Linked DNA regions of Sus scrofa: region 2 is linked to region 1. The links are chromatin contacts, called in public HiChIP or PLAC-seq maps. All regions are on one chromosome and are shown on one strand. Each heading gives the region's core, a stretch centred on a gene start, on an enhancer-like site or on the middle of the called end of the contact. The rest is flanking DNA. Distances are from core to core; before and after follow the strand shown.

The links. HiChIP or PLAC-seq counts read pairs in DNA pulled down with a chosen protein or histone mark.
Region 2: an H3K27ac HiChIP or PLAC-seq map of alveolar macrophages shows a contact between it and region 1. The contact joins the promoter of EIF3K here to the promoter of SPINT2 in region 1. A contact is called at or near these places in 1 of 47 Hi-C or Micro-C datasets (embryonic fibroblasts) and 1 of 2 datasets of contacts at active chromatin or transcription factors (alveolar macrophages).

The regions. Positions count from the first base shown.
Region 1 is chr6:47,176,800-47,183,092 of Sscrofa11.1, forward strand. SPINT2 (kunitz-type protease inhibitor 2) reads left to right here and starts at 4,973. Exons shown (of 7, transcript XM_003127108.5): 1 at 4,973-5,561. The coding sequence starts at 5,456.
Region 2 is chr6:47,471,932-47,477,588 of Sscrofa11.1, forward strand. EIF3K (eukaryotic translation initiation factor 3 subunit K) reads left to right here and starts at 4,253. Exons shown (of 8, transcript XM_003127119.5): 1 at 4,253-4,412; 2 at 5,539-5,637. The coding sequence starts at 4,354. It overlaps MAP4K1 (mitogen-activated protein kinase kinase kinase kinase 1), which reads right to left and starts at 3,159. Exons shown (of 32, transcript XM_021094343.1): 1 at 2,943-3,159; 2 at 2,717-2,774; 3 at 2,493-2,583; 4 at 1,742-1,806. The coding sequence starts at 3,041.

The DNA.
Region 1 (6,293 bases), core at 3,723-6,222:
GGGGTCGAATCGGAGCTGTAGCTGCCAGTCTACACTATAGTCACAGCAATGCCAGATCTGAGCCACATCTGCGACCCACACCACCACAGCTCATGGCAACGCCAGATCCTTAACCCACTGAGCAAGGCCAGGGATCAAATCCACAACCTCATGGTTCCTAGTCAGATTGTTTCTGCTGCGCCACCATGGGAACTCCCATCATTGGATATAATGTACTCATTTTGTTTGCTGTCTGTTTTCTAACTAGTGAGGTACCAAAGGAAGGGCCATAGGGATGGTCCACCTTGGGTACAGGCAAAAAAGGAGTGCACCGTCTGTAGAGAATTTTAAAATAACAATAAAACTTACCGGCGTTCCCCGTTGTGGCTCAGTGGTAATGAACCCAACTAGCATCCATGAAACTGCTGGTTCGATCTCTGGCCTCTCTCAGTGGGTTAAGGATTTGGTGTTGCCATGAGCTGTGGTGTAGGTTGCAGATGTGGCTCAATCTGGTGTTGTTGTGGCTGTGGTGTAGGTTGCATACTCAACTCAGAACTTCCATATGCCATGGGTGTGGCCCTAAAAAGACGAAACATAGAATAAAATGGAAATGTATTTATTTTCAATTGTTGAATGAAAGAATGAACAATATAAAGATTCTTACATGATTATTATTGAAAATAATTTTCTGGAGAGAGGAGGAAGTGTAAAAAATTTATCCACCCCAGGTGTTTTTAAAGAACTGAACGTGGGCTCGCTTGCCTGCCTGCCCTGCAGCAAAAGCAATTTGCTGACACAGGATTGTGGTGAAGGAAAGTACATCATTTATTTGCAGGATGCCAAGTAAGGAGAAGTTGCAGCTCATGTTCAGAAGACCTGTTCTCCCCAGTGGCTTTCGGGGAAGAGGTTTTAAAGGCCACGTTTGGGGTGAGAGTTGCAGCTTGTGGACTTTCTTCTGATTGATTGGTGGTGAGGTCACAGGGTGATGTTTCAGGAATCATAGTCATCAACCTTCTGGTTCCAACCAGTCTGGGGTCTACATGCTCGGGGTCAGCAGATGGTTGCTATTCTCTATCTGGGTGGGTGGGTCTTAGTTTCTGCAAACTAAACCCAAAGATATGGGTCAGATTGTTGTGCAGAGTCCTTAAGGAGGAACTAGAGCTCTGTTTTATCACTGAACTATTGTCCTTTGCCTGCTTCCTTTGTTTCTGCATTCCTTCACTTCCCTAATGAGTAACTGCATGAGCCCACTCTTTGAAACTCAGGGAAGGCTTAGGAGACTAAAGCCTTTTTCTTTTTCGACCTCCCCACAGAATATGGAGTTCCTGGGTCAGAGATCAGATCCAAGCCACAGTTGGGACCCACACTGCAGATGTGGCAGCGCCGGATCCTTTGACCCACAGTGCCGGGCCGGGGATTGAACCTGCATCCTGGTGCTTCAGCGAAGCCACCAGTCCTATTGTGCCACCATGGGAACTCTGCCTTTTTCTACAAATAAGAAATAGAAGACTTTTAGAGTTCCTGTTGAGGTAAAGCAGAAATGAATCTGACTAGTATCCATGAGGATGTGGGTTCGATCCCTGGCCTCCTTCAGCGGGTTGGGGATCAGGCATTGCTGTGAGCTGTGATGTAGGTCACAGACTCAGCTCAGATCCTGCATGGCTATGGATGTGGGCTAGGCTGGCAGCTATAGCTCTGATTTGACCCCCTAGCCTGGGAACTTCATATGCTCTTGATGCAGCCCTAAAAAAAAAAGAAAATATTGGAGTTCCATCGTGGTGCATGGTTAACGAATCGACTAGAACCATGAGGTTGCGGGTTCGATCCTGCCCTTGCTCAGTGGTTAACGATCCGGTGTTGCGTGAGCTGTGGTGTAGGTTGCAGACGCGGCTCGGATCCCGCGTTGCTGTGGCTCTGGCGTAGGCAGTGGCTACAGCTCCGATTGACCCTAGCGGGAACCTCCATATGCCGCGGAGCGCCAAGAAATAAGCAACAAAACAACAACAACAATAACAAAAAGACAAAAGACAAAAAAAAAAAAAGAAAAATAGATTTCCTGCTTGGTTTCAATACCCCTCAATCCTGAGGGGCTGAATAAGAAAGGGAATCAGATTTTGGATAGAGATGTTAATCACAAACTCAGCGGGAGAACTCAGTTTAGGGGGCTCAGCCTCTGCAGCTGATATGCTACTTCCATCACTGCTATCAACACTACAAAGTGAGTTCCAACAGGCCAGGAATTTTGCTTTGTTCACTGTTCTATCTTCTCCAGCATTTACGATAGTACCTGGCTTATAGTAGGTGCTCAAAGAATGTACTGATGAGTGAACAGATGTGTGAACAGATGTGTGATTGAACAGGCCTATGCCTCCTCTCCTGCCTCACCTCTCACCACCAGTCCTCTGTCTTCCAGCTCAAGCCTGGGTTTTGTGGGACAGGGTGGGGGTCCAGGGTTCAGGTGCTAAAGAGACTTTTGGCCTCGCATTCACTGCAAGATCAAAGAAGACGGCAGGCGTAAAGTTTTATAAACTGTATTTATTTATTTATGTTTTGCTTTTTTAGGGCCGCACCTGTGGCATATGGAAGTTCCCAGGCTAGGGGTTGAATAGGAGCTGCAGCTGCCGGCCTAGGCTACAGCCACAGGAACACCAGATCCAAGCCGCTCCTGTGACCTACACCACAGCTTACGGCAATGCCCACTGAGCTGGGCCAGGAACTCCTGGGTCTGTTTCTTTTACATCTTTCTCTCTGCAGTATTTGGCATATAAAAGATACTCAGTAAATAAAGCCAGCCAGGCATCAGCTGTGGGAGAGTGGAAAAAACACTTGGCATCTAACAGACCTGGTTCAAACTCCAGCTCTGTCCCATCACAGCATACAGCAAAGCGTAGACACTGGTAGTTCCCATTGTGGCTCAGCAATGCCAGAGCTGAGCCGTGTCTGCAACCTACACCACAGCTCAGGGCAACGCTGGATTCTTAACCCACTGAGCAGGACCAGGGATCGAACCCAAATCCTCATGGATACTAGTTGTGTTCTTTACTGCTGAGCCACAATGGGAACTCCCACGTTTTATAAACTTTAATTGCTGTAATTCTCATTGTGGCTCAGCAGGTTAAGAATCCAACTAGGCTCAGGGGGTTAAGGATTCAGCATTGCCAGGAGCTGTGGTATAGGTCGCAGACACTGCTGGAGGATTTGTGATCATTAGAAGATCATTGTCAGGGAGTTCTCATTGTGGCTCAGCAGGTTAAGAATCTGACTAGTGCAGTTCCCGTTGTGGTGCAGTGGTTAACAAATCAGACTAGGAACCATAAGGTTGCGGGTTCGATCCCTGGCCTTGCTCAGTGGGTTGCCGTGATCTGGCATTGTCGTGAGCTGTGGTATAGGTCACAGACGCGGCTTGGATCCCGAGTTGCTGTGGCTCTGGCGTAGACTGGCAGCAGAGACCCCCAGCCTGGGAACCTCCATATGCCGCAGGAACGGCCCTAGAAAAGATAAAAAAAAAAAAAAAGAATCTGACTAGTATCTATGAGAATGAGGGTTTGATCCCTGGCCTCACTCAGTAGGTTAAAGGATTTGGTGTGTGGTTGTGCTGTGTCCCAGGCAAGCAGCTACAGCTCTGATTCGCCCCCTAGCCTGGGAACTTGCATAAGTCTCAGGAACCTCCCTAAAAAGAAACATTTTAATTGCTTAAGGTAAACACACCATTTTGATAACCCAGTTAAAGTTCTTCACATATTATTACATCTAGAGGGAGGCCGAGGAGTGGGTGTGGCCCTGGGTCCTGCAGCACCACCCTGATGTCTTCCTTGCTTCAGGACTTTTGCATTTGCTGTTTGCTTGAAATGTTTATCCATTAGCTCTTCTTATCCTCCAAGGTTCATTATCAAAACCACCTCCTCCACCACCCAGTCCTCCGTTATTTTCCATCCCAGCCTTCAATTCATTTTCTTCATAGCACTGTAAAGTGTTTTCTTCTTTTTTTTTTTTTTTTTTTTTTGGTTTTTAGGGCTGCACCTGCAGCATATGGAAGTTCCCTGGCTAAGGGTTGAATCGGAGCTACAGCTGCCAACCCACGCCACAGCCACAGCAACTCCGGATCCGATGATCCTTGTCTGAGACCTACACCACAGCTCATGGCAGTGCTGGAACGCCCCCCCACCCCAGCAAGGCCAGGGATCAAACCTGCATCCTCATGGACTCTAGTTGGATTCATTTCCCCTGCACTACAATGCAAATTCCCATAAAGTGTTTTCCAAAATACATTTATTTTAATTATCCTGTTGACTGAGCTCTACTCCTATGCCTGTCCTATCCATCCTCCTTTTAAGATTCAGCTCGCACATCCCTCTACAGGAAGTCCTTCCTGGCCCCCAAGGTGGTCAGCTGCCTCTGCCTGTGCTTTCCCAATTCAGCCCTGACACCAATCCCTATCTAGTGTAGAGTTGGTCTCAGGACTGGGAACCCGGGAGGCAAGAGTGTGAGGCTTGTGTTCATTCACGGCTCTTTCATCTTCTCTGGGAGGTCCTCCCTGCCCAGCTCTCAGAATAAATAGGGAACTTGTCTGGGCTCCCAGGTCTTCCACCACCCAGTCCCTTAGCACTCAGCTTGTGTCCCCTGTCTCATCCATATCCACTCTGCCCTATGCTTCTATCATCACTACGCTGGGATGTTCCTGTCCTGGTGATGCAGGAATCTGGTTTGGTCACAGCTGGGTTTCTAGCAACACACTGAGTAGGTGCTCAGGGAACATAGGAATTAGGAATAAATCCCTTGCAACAGAAGGCTGAAGCGAGGTGGGCAAAAATCACACGTGTCCAATAAGGCACGTCCGCGCCCTTTCCTCTCACCCGGAGGCCTAGCCCAAGAGCGAAGGTGCTCGGACGTGGTCAACAAGCCCACACGCTAGGGCGGCGGAAGACCTAGGCAGGAGTGCGCCTGCCCCGGTTAGGCCCCACCCTGGGCGGAGCCAACGCAAAAACCACGCCCCTTTCCAGAGACAGGGGTGGGTCCAGGTGCGCCCAAGGAGGAGGACGGCTGCTCAGGTGCATCCTCCCTGCGCCTGCGCTCTACGCGCCCCGCCTCGCCAGGTGCGCCCCGCCCCCTCCCTGACCCTCCACCTTCCGTAGCTGCTTCGAGGCGGCCGCCATTGCCTCCAGCGCCCACCGAGCGTTTGGGGGTGTGGTGGGGTCTTGAAGTGGGGGGTAAGGTCGGGGGCGAGCGAGGAGCGGACTGAAGCATCGTGGGCACCGGAGGCAGTGTCCGCACACCGAAGGCCCGAGAAAGGGGCTTCCTAGAAACTTCCTGGGTGGCGAGGGCCAGCGCAGCACCCCGCGGACCTTCTGCGAGCTGCCGCAGCTGGACGCGAGGCGCTCCCGTGCGCGTGCGCGGCAAGGGTCTTCCCGCACCTGACCGCGAGACCCCAACGGCCGGCGGTTCGAGGCCTCCCCTGGGCAGCCGGGTGGAGCCCGTCATGGCGCAGCTGTGCGGGCCGAGCTGGTGCGGGGCGCTCCTCGCTCTGCTGGCACTGCTGCTCCTCGGCGGGGCCAAGGAGGCCAACGGAGATCGTGGCGTCCACGGTGAGGTCCCGGGCGGGGTCTCCCTGGAGGGATGGAGGGCTGAGGGGCTGCAGGCGGGGCGTTAGGGGCAAGGTCGAGGGGGTAAGTCGGGTCCGAGGAGGCCCTGAGCGGGGAGAACTGGTGGAGAAGAAAGTTGGGGGCGATTTGGTGAAGCTCAGGGGGCGCCCTGGAGCCAGCCCTGGGAGGCCGAGCCTGGAGAAGAAAGTTTGGGAACCCTTGCGAGTGAGGAGCGCGGAGGAACCCGGGCTGGGAAAAGTTTCCTGTGGGTGAGGGAGGCGACGAGGGCTGTTGACCAAGGAGTGGCATCGGCCCTTCCTGTGGCAGGAAGCGGGTGAGGGGCCGAACCGAAGACCGGCCTCTTCCTGGAGGCGGAAAGTGGCAGGGCCCCAGAAAGCCCGGGGAGGCCCGTCTCCGAGGGCTGGCTCGGACAGGTGACCAGGTGGCTGTTTTTAGCCTCAGGAAAGAAGACCTCACCCTCTCCTCTTTAGATCATGGACAGCGGCCTCCTGAGACACCTTTCTGGTTCAGCTGCAGCAGAGCGCCTCCCAGAAGAACGGTGTTTCTCAGTGAGAGCCAAAGGAAGGAGAAGAAAAGCACCAGTGTGGGGGAGAGAACTTCGTCAGGGTGCAAGGGTGGGAGCCCCTTGGTGTACGAAGAATATGGGCATTAAGAAGGGGGCTTGGATGGGAGTTCCCGTCGTGGCTCAGTGGCTAATGCATCTGACTAGGAACC
Region 2 (5,657 bases), core at 3,003-5,502, 290 kb after region 1:
GAGGCAGAGGAGTATCAGGGACAGAGAGAGGCAGCGAGGCAGGGAACCGGAGGCTAGAGGGACAGAAGAAGAGTCATTAAACAGATATGGATTGCGTGTCTGCGGTGTGCCCGCCACCGTGGTAGGCGCCAGGGTAGAGTAGAGCTGTGTTCTCTGCCCTCGTGGAGAGAATATTCCAGTGGGGGAAACGGATGGGAGACAAAAGTAAACAGGTAAAATACACAGTACAAGATAAAATAAAGCAAGAAAAGACAACAGGAAATACGTGTGGGAAGGGGTATGACATTTTACACAGGGTGCTCGGCAAAGGCAACTCTGAGAAGGTGACAAGGGGAGCAGATCCACTCAGAAGGGGAACAAGATGAGCAAGTGCAAAGGCCCGGGGGTAGGAGGGTGCCCAGTGGGTCTGGAAGGCAGCAAAGTGGGTGCAGTGGAGGTGAGGCGGGTCAGCTTGAGGTGCTGGTGGGGGTCAGACTGAAGGGTCGTGATGAGAAATCTGGGCTTGTCGTTGGAGAGACCGGAAGGCACGGGAGAAAGAGAGAGAGAGAGAGAGAACCATGAACACATCCAAATTGAAGGAGAGAAACAAAGAGATGGTCAGAAACCAAAAAGTGGGAAAACTGGTACATTGAGAAAGAGGGAGGAGTTCCCTGGTGGCTCAGTGGGTTAGGATCCAGTGTTGTCCCTGCTATGGCTTGAGTCACTGCTATGGCGTGGGTTCAATCCCTGGCCTGGGAGCTTCCGCATGCAGTTAGGCACAGCCAAAAACAAAAACAAAACAAAACAAACAGAGAAAGAGAAAGAGACAGAGGGGGAGAAAGACACAAAGGGGTGGCGAGGATACCGTAGAAAGACAACAGACAGGAGTTCACGTGGTGGCGCAGCGGAAACAAATCCGACTAGGAACCTTGAGGTTTCAGGTTCGATCCCTGGCCTTGCTCAGTGGGTTAAGGATCCGGCATTGCCGTGAGCTGTAGTGCAGGTCGCAGACGCGGCTTGGATCCTGTGTTGCTGTGGCTGTGGTGTGGGCCAGCAGCTACAGCTCTGATTCGACCCCTAGCCTGGGAACCTCCATATGCTGTGGGTGTGGCGCCAAAAAAAAAAGAAAAAGAAAGAAAGAAAGACAACAGACAGAGTGGTCTGAGATCAGGTCTGACAGGCTGGCAGTGAGTCACTTCCTGTCTGTGGGCCTCAGTTTCCCCCGCCCCAAGAACTCCTTAATGAAGTCCTTCCTTTCCTGACATTTGAGGTCTTGGACTGGAAGGAAACAGGGAAACAGAGATGAGTGTCAGAAATTGAGAAGTGATCAGAGGCCTGCCCCCACCCTCCAACGCTCCATGAGTGAAGAGCAGGCTGAGAGAATCAGAAATGCATTCACTCATTAAGTAAACATGTGGGCACTGATGACGAGCCAGAAATGCAGAAATGCTCAAATGCAAGAACAGACCTTGGTGAGAAAATGCAGACGCAGAGGAAGATGGGTGGGGGAAGTGGAGGGGAACATGGCATACAGAAAGGCTGGAGCTGGACTCGCAGGCGCTGGAGGACACGGCTGGGGGCCCCTGGGTCACCACAGTAACCCTGGCATCACTGGGGCCAGGCCAGGCCCAGAGCAGGGGCTCATTGTGTGAAATATGGATCAGAAAGACAGTCCCGGGAGACACAAAGGCAGAGACAGGACAGGTGGATTGGAGGGGCAGGGGCTGCCTGGACCCTCCCCCGCTCCCGCTCTTCCCCTTACCTTGGTAGATGTCCTGGAGAGAACCAGCCCCACAGAATTCCATGCAGATCCAGAGCTTCTGCAGCCTGTTCAAGAGCAGAAATAATCAGAGCTGAAAAAAATGATTATTTATAGGACAGCTCCTGGCTCACTGTCCATCTTGTTCTAGGACAACAAAAACTTTAATGTAAGCGCCGTCGTCTATCTATTGCCCATCCGAGTGACCATCACCCCACTCCCATTTTATAGATGGGGAAGTTGAGACTCAGAGAGGAAATATACGTTTAGGGTCAAGTGGAATCAAAGCCAGGTCTTTGGGCTCCAGACCCATGGCATCCTCTGTTGTTCTATGCTAACCTGGGAGACAGGGCACGGGTCTCACAGGTTGTGGAAGTTCGATGGGGACAGAGGAGCCCAGGATGCCAGGTCTGGGGAACAGAGATCATGACCGAGGCATCTGGGATATTAATTGGGGGGTCAGGAAATTAAGGGGTTCACCTTCAGGAACAGAAAGTGAAAGTGGGGGACCTGAAGAGCAGGACGGTGAAAGATGCGTTTTAGGGGACTCGTTTTCAGGTTTGGTTACTATGAAGGGATCAACTGGAGGGCCCCCGGGTCAGAAATGAGAGTTCTGGATTGGAGATTCGATCTGGTCAAAAAAGTGGGACTTTGGTCCAGGATTGGAGGTCAGGTTAGGGGGTCCCCTGGTCAGGAACGGGAGTTTGGGGGTGGAGGCCGGGCTGGGTGCCAGGGCAGGTCTGGGGCTCATCACCAGAGATAACTGCCGTGGTAGGCCACGATGTTGGCGTGCCGACAGGTTTTCAAGATGAGGATTTCCTTCTGAAGTGTGGACACATCATCGTCTGCAAGGAAGGGCAGAAGAGAAAAGGCCGCTGCAGGGAGGGAGTGTGGGGAGGAGGGAGTCAGGGAGGGGGGGGCGCCACCATCCCGGGAGGTGGGGGGTGTGGGGAAGGAGCTCCTGGGTCCTGTCCTCACCAGGCTCCATCTTCACCATCTTCAATGCCACCAGGTCCCCCGTCACCTTGTCTCGAGCCTTGTAAAGGGGAAGTTGGCAGTCAGGCGGGCTCCATTTGCCTGAGTCCTCCTCAGCATCCCTGAACCAAAACCAGGGACCGGGACCCTCTCGCATCCCCTTCCCTTCTTGGGTCTCCCCCCAAAGGTCACTGGCTTGAGGGTGATGGAGAAGGACAGAGTTCCTCACCTTGAAGACTTCCCCATAGGTGCCGCCACCCAGCCGCTGCAGCAGGTCGTAGTGGTCCCGGGGATCCCTATTAAAAATGTCGGGGTCCACGAGGTCCATTCCTGGGGGCCAGAGCCGGGCCTGCGCCCAGGGGCCAGCAGGGCCTCAGGGCTCAGATCGCTGGCACCTCCCTCCCTCCCCACACGCCCTGCACCCGCCTTGCCTCCACCCGCTGTGGCCTCCCCCCTCCCCACTCTCGCTTCCTGCCCCAGCTCAGGGCTGTGCAGCCGGCTCCACCCCCTGTCCCCTGGGCCCTGAGAGCCTGTTAGGGGCAGCTTGCCTTGGGACCCAGGGGACCCCCCCCTTCACTTCCAGGCTGAATGTAAACCAGATGCAAACTATCTTAATTGTGACCCGGAGGGTGCCCTAACACTCCTTCCCCCATTCTGGGTGGCGGCCAAAAACTACAGTTGAACCTCAGCTGAGTGCTTGAGAGTTTGGCCACGACCGGGAGATGGCAGGTCTGCACAGAGATGGCCATGCAGTGTATGTCACTGTTCACCTGGAGCGCATACATGCACTTAGTGGTAACCCCTGTGCGGTGCAAAGGGCAGTCGATACGTGTGAAAGTACTCAGAGCATATACCTCCACATACATAACACATGCATGTGCATTCATGCCTGCAGTGTGAAGAATCTGCACATAACTCACGAGGCGCTCGCCTTCACCCACAAGACTGGAGCCTATAGGGACTGGGCGTGAGCTGTGGGGTTTCAGTAGCCTCTCACCCCGGCCATTGCCAGCAGAGCACAGCGGCTTTGCGGGCCGCTAACCCTGGCGTTAGGTTGGAGCTTGGGGACCCGGTTCAGGGCTGGAAACTGCGGTGCTCTAGATCCTGCCTCAGGGGTCGAGGCCTGGAGCAAAGGGGGCCTCCGAGAGCACCTTCCTCGGGACTTGGCCATGGCCCAAAGGGACTTCAACAAGTGCATTCCAACACAGTTTTGAGTTCACCACAGCGCGCAGCGCGACGTGCGTGCTCGCCGTCAGGGATTCACCTCCTTCCCAGGGACCTCGCGCGCACATCCCAGAGACTAGGACTGGGTACGCAAGGCCCGGGAAAAGCTCAGCCCCGCCTCCTCGCCTCGAGAGGGCGCCTGCGCACTGAACTAGACTGGTCTTTTACTCACGCCTTTGGTCCTGCTCAAGTGGAGCGTATGCGCACGCGCCAACTGCGCACGCTGGGAAGAAGTCACGTGGCAGCCGGAAAGCGCGGCAGCCGCAGCTAGAGCCTCCTCCATCTTCGCCTCCAGGGCTGGAGAGGAAACAGTGACGTAGTTTCCGTCTCCACCCGCAGTTCCTTTTCCGGTCCTCGAGGACGCCGTGCCTGTAGGATCTTCGGCTTCAGTCCCGGTGTGGGAGGCAAGAGTAGTCATGGCGATGTTTGAGCAGATGAGAGCGAACGTGGGCAAGTTGCTCAAGGGTATCGACAGGTCTGAACCTGGTCAGAGGGAGCGCTTCTGGCCAAGCAGGATGGAGGAGGGGATTTTTCGGGAGACAGCAAGGGTGGTCTGGATCCTGGGCTTGCCCGGGAGTGGGGTTTTTTCAGTCGTCTTGGAGATGTTTAAGGAAACAGCACTGCAGAGGCCTTATGGCGGGCGATAAGCTTGTCTACCGCTCAGTCCTCCCTTTTTTAATTGATGTAAGGCCTCTCTCTCTGCTTCTCGGCTTCCCCTCACTTTCCTTTCTCTCCTCCTCAGTCTGTCTCTCTCAGTGCCTCTTTCTCTCTCCCCCCTCCCATATCATTCATCCAATACATGTTTACTAAAATCTGTTTTGTCAGTGCTGGGCACTGCTGCGAACCAGAAGTGACCAAGAGAGTCACAGGCTGTGCTTTCACGGAGTTCCCGGTTCAGAGTCTAGACAAACCTGCCAATAGGCAGTGGTAGTGGTAGCCAGAAGTGGTCAGGGCTGGGATGGGGGGATGCTAGGCAGGAGAAGATGGTGCTAGACCTGAGTGGGGCCTGGGGAGGGGAGAAAGGGGTGCCTGGCAAAGATGTCCTGGAGGCCAGGTATACATGCTGCCAGGGCTGGTTGGCTGAGAGGTTGAGGAGACATCCTAGAAAAGACACAGGGCTGATAGAGTTCTCATCGTGGCACAGCGGAAACACTTCTGACTAGGAACCCTGAGGTTGCGGGTACAATCCCTGGCCTTTCTCAGTGGATTAAGGATCTGGTGTTGCTGTGAGCTGTGGTATAGGTTGCAGATGCGGCTCGGATCCTGCGTTGCTGTGGCTGTGGTGTGGGCCAGCAACTGTAGCTCTGATTCAGCCCCTAGCCTGGGAACCTACATATGCGGCCAAGGGTGCGGCCTTAAGAAAAAAAAAAAATACACGGGGGCTAGAGCTTAGGCTTAGGTCTGGGATGTGGATAAGTTTTGTTAGAGGTTATAGAGCTGATTCGGTATTTGAGTAGAGCAAGTGACCAGTGACAGATCTGGAGGGAAGCAAGAAAGGAAGAGGGAGGAGCAGGCTACAGTGTCCCCTCTCACCCCGGCCCCACAGAGCGACTGACCTCAGCTCCTCTCTTTTCTGCTCACCCATCTTGTTTCTCCTCTAGGTATAATCCTGAGAATCTGGCCACCCTGGAGCGCTATGTGGAGACACAGGCTAAGGAGAATGCCTATGATCTGGAAGCCAACCTGGCTGTTCTGAAACTGTGAGTGTCTGCATCTGTTC